Linked DNA regions of Rattus norvegicus: all the other regions are linked to region 1. Evidence: chromatin contacts called from public Hi-C data. All regions are on one chromosome and are shown on one strand. The core of a region is the stretch at or near the end of the contact, and the rest is flanking DNA. Distances in the headings are between cores, read along the strand shown.

Region 1 (3,222 bases), core at 271-2,770:
GGAGTACTCTCGGGAACCATACCCTTCAAACTACAAAGAGTGTGTGTGTGTGTGTGTGTGTGTGTGTGTGTGTGCGTGTGTTTTAATTGCTGTGAGATATGGAGAAGAGGAAAACTGCAGAAAAGCTTAATCTCCTAGAATCATGTGGAGAGTGGTCCTTTTCCCTTAGGCATTTTCCGTTGTACACAGATGGCCACGGACATTATTTTAAATTCTTTGCTAGTACTGGACTTTTAAAAAGTCTGGCACAGGAAATAGTTTACAGGGTATGGATGTCACTAAAAATTGGCACTGATGTTCAGTCAGTAGGATTCTGACTCTTTATGGTACTCCTCTTCCGATGACTTCAAAAGTTCCAACAAAATTCATTTTCAGAAAACTCAGAGACAGAGAGAACGCTCTCTCTAGAAAGACAGGAAGCAAGGGCTAAGGATATAGCTCAGCTGGCAGAATGCTTGCCTACTGTGCAAGGCTGGGCTCCATCTCTCCGCAACTGTACAGATTTGGGCGTGGTGCTCTGTTCCCGTAATTTTAGGCCTTGGGAGGCAAGAGGATCAGGAATTCAAGGTTATTGAGTTTATGAGCAGGCTACATGAGACTGTCTCAATTAAAACAAATAAAATAAAGGCAGAAAAACTTCATCTAACTGTGGTCGTTTGACATCATCAAAACCCACTCTTGTGACCACAGCTGCCCCCTGTGGCTTTACAGGTACCTATTACCAGTGGAGTGTGTGTGTGTGTGTGTGTGTGTGTGTGTGTGTGTGTGTGTGTGTGTGTGTGTGTCAGTCTAGAACTCTGGAAGGTAGCGGATCTTCTTTTGAAAACCGAAGTAAAGGTTTGAGGCAGAAACCAAAACAAGCTGATATTCACTTTGTCCATTCCACACCCCTTGCACCAATCTAGGACGTTTTAAAGAAGAGAAGGAAGAGACAGAAAATGATTGGCATCTGTGGGGCCGGGCGGGGGTGGGTCTGCTTTCCTTCCCAAGCTGGGGGCTGAGTAAACTAACAAAAGGAGAGAGGGAGAGAGGGAGTACGGGGGCGGGGGGGGGGAGGGAGAGAAAGAGGAAGGTAGGGAGAAAAAAACACACACAAAACAAAACAAAACAAAACACACAAACTCAAAATTCAACACCCACAAACCCCCAAACAATTGCAGAAAGAAGAGTTTAGAGGAAGCGTTTTTCCCTTTCCCACTTCTGCCGGGAATGCGGAGTCCCTGGCTCAGCTCAAGTCCGGAGTTTCCCGTTACCCGAAGCTAGCAGGTCAGGGCCGGGGCTACGAAAGCGGACCCCACGAAGCTTGCACCATCCTCCCCCAGTGTCAGCCGCGGCGCACTGTCGCCGGTTTAAGGGGCGGGCCATAGCTCCACGTGCTTTCTGCTGAGTGACTGAACTACATAAACAGAGGCCGGGAAGGAGGCGGGGAAAAAGGGAGAGAACAGCGTTTGACCGGTAGTAACCCCGGCGCTCGGCACAGCCGAATCTATAAAAGGAACTAGTCGCGGCAAAAACCAGTAATTCCGAGAGCGAGCGAGCGGGCCGGGACCGGCAGAGCCCACTTCTGTCTCTGCGGCTCAGCGCAAAGCTGGGCAGGGGGCGCCGCGGGACCCGCGCAACCACAGCCGGCTTGGGGAGCTGCTCTGCTCCCTGTCCCCACCCCCTACTTTTTTCTCCCGGTTTCTGGAAGGGTTTGTGTAGGGGTTGGGTAAACAGACGCAAACAGCAAAGTGGAAAACAGGTAAGAGGTTCTTCAGTGACTTGGGCATTTTGGTTCGGGGCCAAGGAAGCTTTGGGGAGCTCTCCATTTTGGGGACTTTGTTGGGACTCGAACTCCCATATCCCCTACTTCTGGGGATGCAAATAGGACAGGGGAGGCATAAATGGGGAAAGAATGCTCTGGGACAGATCGTGGTGACCACGGGACGCAGAACGACAGCACTCGGGTCTCCCCGAATCGGAGACCAGGGAAAGCATCTCTGGTGTCTGAGACTCGCCTCTTGGGCACAGTGAGAGCCAAGATTCCCGGGCGTCCGAGGGGAACAGCCACTGGGGTAGGGAGATGAGAGGATCCTTTACAAAGAGTCCCCCTTTGTCTAGCACCGGGTAGGCCGTCGTAGCACTTGTGGAAGTGTCACATCTGAGTCCCCACTCCATTATTTAGCTGGATCGTGTTGGCCTCTAGCTTGGAGGTCCTCTTCCCAGGACTGGGGCGGCATGTCCTTGTTTCCAAAGAACTCTAGTAAGAAGTGTCCTAAACGGGATCTTTTGTGTTATTGCGTGCTTGAGTTCTCGGGCTTTGTTCGACTCGGGGGTCCTGCCCACAGGCTTCCTGCACTCTGGAGCGCTGCATCCCCTGGCGCAAAGTGGGGGACCACTTTTGTTACTTCTAAAGACAGAAAACTTAGAAGAGAGTTTGCAGGAAGCCGAAGCTGGGGTGCCCAATTCATCCTCACCCCTTGGCCCATCTTCCTGCTTTCTGCTAGTGGTCCCTTCGGGCCGAGCACCGATTGAGAAGCTGGGGCTAGGTTTTGCAGCCGAATGACCGCAAGTAACCCCAGCGGGCAGCACAGAACTCGCAGCTCGGGTGCAGGGCTGGGCTCCGCCGCCAGGGGGTGGGGGCTGGGCGGCCTGCGGGTGGCCCCTGGAGACTGGCCCGCAGCGCCTCCTGGCAGGGGAGCCAAGGTATGGCCCGGTGTAGAGTGAGAGTCTAGTCCTTCCCTTCACTGTGAATCTAGTCAAAACTGGTGTTTCCAAACTGGGAGGAACCCTGAGGGCCGGGAAAGCCAGCCAATGTTGTTGTTTTCCCTTCTTCTAATTCTTTTTTTTTTTTTTTCGTTTCCTGACTCCCAGGCCATTGATAAACGAGGCATGGTTCTTGGGGGTGTTTACTGATGACAGGCTGGTGGGTAGGTGCCTGTTTTTGTTTTTTTTTGTTTGTTTGTTTTTTTGTTTTTTGTTTTTTTTTTCCTGCACTTACCTCTGGAAAGGAGAGAAATACTAAACAGTTTTTGTTTTTGTTTTTTTGTTTGTTTTTGTGTGTTTATTTGTTTGGGAAAACTAAGTATCTGTCACTAGAAGTAATTAGTCTCCTTCATTGGCCTCACTGGTATCACCATTAAAAAACAAAACAAGAATTTACTACCAAGTCCCTCAAAGGACGTTGGCAGAATAAATATATAATAAAGGAAAGATATTTAAACAAAAGGAACACTTCCTGGC
Region 2 (3,222 bases), core at 456-2,955, 420 kb before region 1:
CCATAGGAAGATCAGCAATCTCAACTAACCTGGACCCCCGAGATCTCTCAGACACTGAGCCACCAACCAGGCAACATGCACCAGCTGATAAGAGGCCCCAACACACATACAGCAGAGGACGGCCTGGTGCCTCGGTGAGAGAAGATGCACCTAACCCTCAAGAGACTTGAGGTCCTAGGGAGTAGGAAGGCCTGGATGGGGGGAAGGGAGGGACATTCTCTTGGAGATGGGGGAGGAGGAATGGGATGAGGAACTGTCAGAAGGCAGATTGGGATGAGGGATAATGACTGGACTGCAAAAAGATTAAAGATAATTTTTTTTCAGAGCTGGGGACTGAACCCAGGGCCTTGTGCTTGCTAGGCAAGCGCTCTACCACTGAGCTAAATCCCCAACCCCTAAAGATAATTAAAAAAAAAAGATTGTACAAAATTTGGTGGGAGAGGGACATGTACAAAGTGTAATGAACTGTGAGTGATTTTTGTGTATAGGTAAATATTCCAGAAAGAAAGAGGCCTGAGAGATGGCCCAGTGGTTAAGAGCATGTATTGATCTTACAGAAGACCGGGGTTTGAGTCCCAGCACCTGCATCTGGTAGCTCACAATTGCCAAATCACTCACAGTCCCAAGGGTTCCAGATAAGGGATGCTCAACCCAGAGAGGACGTGGCTAAACCTTAGGGACTGCAGGGAGTTGCTTGTTTCTTCACAGAAGTATGCTTCCTCCCACATGCCCACGTCCTTCCAAACAGATGTCAGCTACACTTTCCTCAGCACCAAATCCATGTCCCTGTCTAGACTACCCTAGGACAAGCACGTGCTGACCCAATATGCCCAGCCCCCTGGTACTATGCGGACATCCTACTTGGGAATAAGAGAAATTGATGTGGAAGAAAGAGATGTGTGAATCCCAGTGAAAGGAGTGTGTCTTTTTAACTTGCCTCCCACTGTGCCACACGTATGTCTCTGAGACAAAGCAAATGCTGTGTTTTCAGTAGACCATGCCCAACAGGAGGCCACTCCTTTGCAAATAATGCAAGTTTTCAACTTCCTTTCTCTTCCTGGAGTCTAATAAAAAGTAAATAGGACATTTGATCCCCTTTCTCTCTTCTTACACAACCCCTGGCATCATGCAGAACAAGACAGTATGTTCTTGTCCTGATGCTGGGGCTACGGATGGGGAGGGCACTAGAGGCCATGTATTTATTCTAAATGATGGTAGACAAAAGAGCCCTCTGGTTCAGTGTCTGAATGGCTGGAGGAGGGAGCCCTAGGCAGCTATTGCTATGGGATAGCAGGAGTAAGGTGTAAGGTTCAAGGCAGTGTGCCCAGGTCTCCAGCATCCTGCTGCCTTCCAAGAAGGCAGGAATTACTAAACTAATCGTTATTAATAGTTAACTCATCTCTGTGTGTGCTCCTAGACTTCCAAGCAAACCAGAAGCTTCCTGGAACATACAGGGTGCTCAAATGTTCTAGATCTCAGTTGGGACAGTTGGTGCATCTGAAGTCTCTCTTTCCTGATGTCTGTATTGAAAGGTTCTCTTTATACAGCGACAATGAGGAAGGTATAATCCTCCCTTCTGAAACTTTGCACATACCTTAAAAATCCTTCAAGGACAAATAAATCAGGGCTTTATTCCAGGCCTATTGTTACCCATGTGGCACTCTGTCTAGCCGCTCCCTTGGACAGGAGGTTCTATTAGCATTATTGTTCAGAATTGGCTCTCCAGGTCAGCATGCTTCCCACCTCGTGCCTTTGTGCTAACAGTAGAGTTCCGCACCTGCCTTTTCTTTTGTGTCTTGTACTCTTTTGTTTCCTGGCTCTATTTTCATTGCCATGTTCATTGCCAAAATGTATTAAGACACAATTTGCCAATATGCTGGCATTTGCAAGAAATTTGGGGTCGATAACTAGAACTCTGTTGGGTTATTACCAAAAATGTGATCCCTTTAGGTCAGAGATTAATTTTGAATCAAATCTCTCATCAAAATCTTCCCTAATGAGCAGGAAGCCACAGCCTCTTAGGCAATATGCCAATAAAAAGTCACGCTTGGGAAGGACAGGCTGAGGGACCCTCTCCTGATTTGGAGCTGGGCCAGTCAGGCACAAGTTGCTTATCTGTGATGATGGAACAACCTGGTCCATAGGCCAGGCAACCCTAGCTTTGGGGAATCACATCAGTGTCGTGGCCCAGGTTGAATGAGTAAATATTGACAGTCTGGAGTCCTCTCAGGAGTGGAGTGGGGCTGGTTAATGACTGTCAGACTCCATTTTGGAAGGACCTTCAAATGTTTACAGAGATTGGAACAGAGCATCTGTCCAAAGAGGAGTGCTGTTAGTTCATCTGTCTTAAAGGTGAGCCTCTCAGGACCACAGGGAGCGGCATGAACTGTTGGACAGTTAAACTGTTGCAGGCCCAAGGGTTCACTGACTAGCCTTCTGATGACTCGCTGTATCAACAGAGGGGAGAAGAAGGGAGACCCACCAGCTGAGCTCAGCTAGCTAGGCCAAGGTTTCATACTTAGCATTTTATCACCTTTCCCCCACTGAATCCTCAGAGCATCTCTGGCTCCCTAGTGCCCAGTAAAGAGGGGAGTGACTTGCCAAAGTGATGGAGTTGGCCAGATCCGAGTTTAAATTTATTAGATTTCTATGCTGCTTCCGCCTAGGCATGACAAACGAAAGATACATAGGATATTGTTGAAGACCAAGCAGGATGGGCGGGGGGGGGGGGGAGAGAAAATGGGACAGCTTGTCCACCTTCCAGAAATGAGGTCTTGATTGTATACATGTTCCCCAAAGTGAGCAAGTCACCCTGTGGTGGAAACACACCCATCACCACTTATCATTTAAACAAACAAACAACAAACAAAACATCTAATTGCCCAAAAGTGAGAGACTTGCTAAATGGACTGGTAATTTTTGTGTTGAATCTGTGTGAAATTCCCAACTACCAATTATCAAATACAGCCTTAACCAAGAGTTAGCCTGGATTCAGCTACTGTTAGAGGGTGAACTGTTGCCACCCCCGCTCACACTTCCACCCCTAGGAATGCAAAGGACTCCCTTTTGTTTTCCCCTATCTCATTTGGAATCTTTAATAAGAAATAGAGATGAACTTGAAAACAAGGTCTGGGAATACATCCCTTAGTTAAAAAGTTGAGTGCATTGTTAGTGAAAACCCGGAATATTTACAGTAAAACAACAAAACAACGAAAAACCCCA
Region 3 (3,222 bases), core at 425-2,924, 260 kb before region 1:
ACTGCACAGTAACCCAATTCTGAAAAGAATTGTAATGTGAAAGGCACTTTATGCTGGGAACTCTATGTAAACAACGATTAAGCGAGCAATGCCCAACTATTAATGGATGCACCCCCTTGCCCTAAATCGGCAACCAGTTGAAAGGTATGTGTTTGTCTACACCTCTATATGCTAATACGAAAGCCCTGATCCAGCCTTCCTTAACACCAGCCACATGGTTTCTTTGCTATCCTAACTGAATACGGTTTAACTAACTAAACCAGTCAGCCTAAGAACTGAAGAGGATCCATGCCCAATAAGCCATAAACGTCCTCCACTCGTCTTCAATTCTGGTTGTTTCTGTGACAGATCTCAGATTTTTCAGAACAAGTATGCAGGTTATTTAAAACTGAGTTATATATAGTCACTTAGCACCAAACACTTCTGTGTCACAGATGCTACATCTCTAGAGGAATTTTTTCCCCCAAAACTAGCATTTTCCTTCGCCAAGAACCAACAAGCCTTTATTTCTAGAAGCAAGCGCATACTTCTCCCCACCACCACCGCCGCCAAACAAACAAATCACAGACTACTGTTAAATTCTACGCTAATGAAACTGTGGAGAAACATCCCAGGCGTTGTCAGAGCCTATTTTTCATACACCACCACCAGACAGTTTGATGCAGTATTCCTGATTGCTTTTTATCGTATTTGTAAATACACTCACTAATCCACTAAATTAGGTAATTTACAAACAGGTCCTCTCAGTTATTAGTGGCCAGCAGTCAAGTTCTATTACATCTGATCCTTACACAGTTGTCCAAACATTTCCACCCAGGTTAAAGGCTCTGATCGGAAAGAGAAGGCGGCTAGCGAAATTTGGATGGGGGCAGGGTGGCAGCTGAGAGAAATCTCTGCATCTCAGCCCTCAGCGACAACATCCAGCCAGTGCCCACAGAAAAACTAAATTCGGCACCTCTTCCTCCTGTTACACTGGCAACAAAGAGGGAGTTTCCGTAACGCTCCCGTCACCCACCAGGTGCCCAATCTCCTTCCCAGACCAGTCCCCGCGCTCCCGCAGGGGCCTCGGTGCGCCGAGAGGCCGCGGTGCCCGGGGTCAAGGCACAGAGGGGGGGATGGGATAGGGAAAGAGCGGGTGGGATCTGTGAAATGGGCCCTGGAAGGGCACGGGGGCCCACTGAAGCACCTGATCCCAGCCAAGGGGACCGCAGGCCAGGGGAAATGGGCAGCTTATTAAATGGAGCCGAAACTGGAATAAGGTGGAAGAGAGGTGAAGAGCCCAAGCTGGGGTGCACCTTCTGGGGACACGGAAAACAGTCTGTGGGTGGCGGGGCGATCGGCGGAGGTGGAGAGCAGGCAGGCGGGCCCGAAGGCAAAGGAAGGGTATGCCTCCCCGGGCAGAGCGGGCGCCCGGGGCGCCTCTACCTGCAGACGGGCGGGACGGGCCGCTCAGGTGAGAAAGCGGGGGAGGGAGCGCAGCGGGCATTGGGGGCCAGACACGGGACGCAGGGGTCGGCGGGGACCAGAGGGGCGCAGGGCGCCACAGGGGCGCGGAGGGCACGGCTCCGCAGGCGCTCACAGCGCGGGGTGGCATCCGGGCGGGCGGCCGGGAGGCGGGAGCCCCTCACCTGCGCGGCGGAGGCGGAGCTGCAGCAGCCCATGGCGGGGCCGGAGGAGCCCGGAGGCGGCGCCGGGCGCGCAGCTACGCCCCGGAGCCCCTCGGCATGCGAGCCGGCGGGCGCCCGGGGAGGGCGCGGCCTGGCCCCGCACGACTCGGCGGCGACGGCAGCGACGGCGACGGCGGCAAGAACTCAGGAGGCGGCGCGGTTCGGGGCAGGCGCCGGCCACATCCCCCGGCGGCGGCGGCTGCGCGGCTCCGGCTCCGCTCCTGCTGCTGCAGCTGCTCCCCAGCAGAAAGGGGCGGGCGGCGGCGGCGGCACCTCCCCCTGGCCCCCGCCTCCCACCACCCGCTCCCAGTCCCTCTCCCGCTCCCTCTCCCGGACTGCAGCCGCCTCCTCCTCGGCGCCGCGCGCGTCTCCCATCAGACTCCCCGCCCCCAGTGCAGCGCCGCGCCGCGCGGACGGCGGGGCGACGGCAGCCAGAACGAGGCCGGGCCCTTGGGCGCGCGCCGGAGCCTGCGCGGCGCCGGGCCCATTTCGCGGTGGCACCGAGGCCGCGCTCTGCCTCGGGGCGAGAGGGCGTCTGAGGCCGAAGCTCCCGTGGACCCGGCCGGCTCACAGCCGAAATGCAGCCGACTTGCTTCCGGACGCGCGAGGCACGGGGAGCTCATCGGGGGTCGCTCCTTCTCCCGGGTGGGCGCGCCACCGAGGTCACTGACCCGAAGCTTTTTAGGGCTCTGGAAGCTGCTTATATTACCCAGAAGAGCGTACACGCAAAACCTCCCATGGAGAAGGAATGGGTGATGGAAGATGAAGAGAAAAAAGAAATCATCTGTTGCTCCTGTTCCCATTTTGCTGATGTGGACACTAACCCTTGAAGGAGGCCGACAGTGAGAGCACCCAACTGAAAAATGTAGTAAAAGAGCCAGAAATGGGAGGGGAAGGTAGTACTCCAGGCCCTCAAGTAAAAACCATGTTGGATCTTGACTAAACTTTCTTACACATGGCAGCACTCAGACACACACACACACACACACACACACACACACACACACACACACGCATACGCATCAATTCCTATTTAAAATATTTACCGAGGCACTCACTATATTACAGTCCAGAGATTTATTGGCGCTAAAATTAAACAGGCGATAAATAGGCAAAGTTGCTACTCTCTTACTAAAAAACTAAACCTGTATTAATATTCGCTAGGGTAGCAACAAGTTAGAATAGACATTCACAACCTTTAAGAAATTTCCAAAGCCAGAAAGTCTTTAGAAACAGTGTGAAGCTAGAGCAGTTTAAAAATGGAGAGAATAAACAAGGTCACGGTCAACTGTCACAGAAACGCGCATGTATCCAACACTCATATAAGCCTTCGCAACTCGCTTCATGTTGTCAAAGTGTTGCAAAGACTGGAAGCAAAAGGTTGTTTGCAAGGATACCAGAGTGAGGCTCCAGAAGTGCTGACTAAAAGACAGGTTTCAAGGTGACTCAATCGCAAAGGGGAAGTTGACTCTATGGGCATAGAAAAGAGAAATCTAAACGTGGGGTTGGGGGCCAGGGAGTAGGGTTGGGTGGGAGGGGAATGGAATGGAGACAT

The links. A called contact is a pair of places that touch in the nucleus more often than the background predicts.
Region 2: a Hi-C map of hepatocytes shows a contact between it and region 1, with 2.5 times the contacts expected there. The contact joins the enhancer-like site here to the promoter of Abca1 in region 1. A contact is called at or near these places in 3 of 12 Hi-C or Micro-C datasets (the Rat2 cell line, hepatocytes and mammary epithelial cells) and 1 of 1 datasets of contacts at active chromatin or transcription factors (oligodendrocytes).
Region 3: a contact with region 1 is called in a Hi-C map of Schwann cells, with 5 times the contacts expected there. The contact joins the promoter of Slc44a1 here to the promoter of Abca1 in region 1. A contact is called at or near these places in 2 of 12 Hi-C or Micro-C datasets (Schwann cells and mammary epithelial cells) and 1 of 1 datasets of contacts at active chromatin or transcription factors (oligodendrocytes).

The regions. Positions count from the first base shown.
Region 1 is chr5:72,594,771-72,597,992 of GRCr8, reverse strand. It overlaps Abca1 (ATP binding cassette subfamily A member 1), which reads left to right and starts at 1,520. Exons shown (of 50, transcript NM_178095.3): 1 at 1,520-1,741.
Region 2 is chr5:73,016,209-73,019,430 of GRCr8, reverse strand. It overlaps a transcript of Slc44a1 not described here. Among named protein-coding and RNA genes, the nearest start is that of Fsd1l, 35 kb to the left of the region's middle. Within about 2 kb of position 1,705, at least 3 of the 93 cell types and tissues checked have an H3K27ac peak or open chromatin away from gene starts, as enhancers often do. A contact at or near this core is called in hepatocytes, where this site is marked.
Region 3 is chr5:72,857,452-72,860,673 of GRCr8, reverse strand. Slc44a1 (solute carrier family 44 member 1) reads right to left here and starts at 1,674. Exons shown (of 16, transcript NM_001033852.1): 1 at 1,629-1,674. The coding sequence starts at 1,661.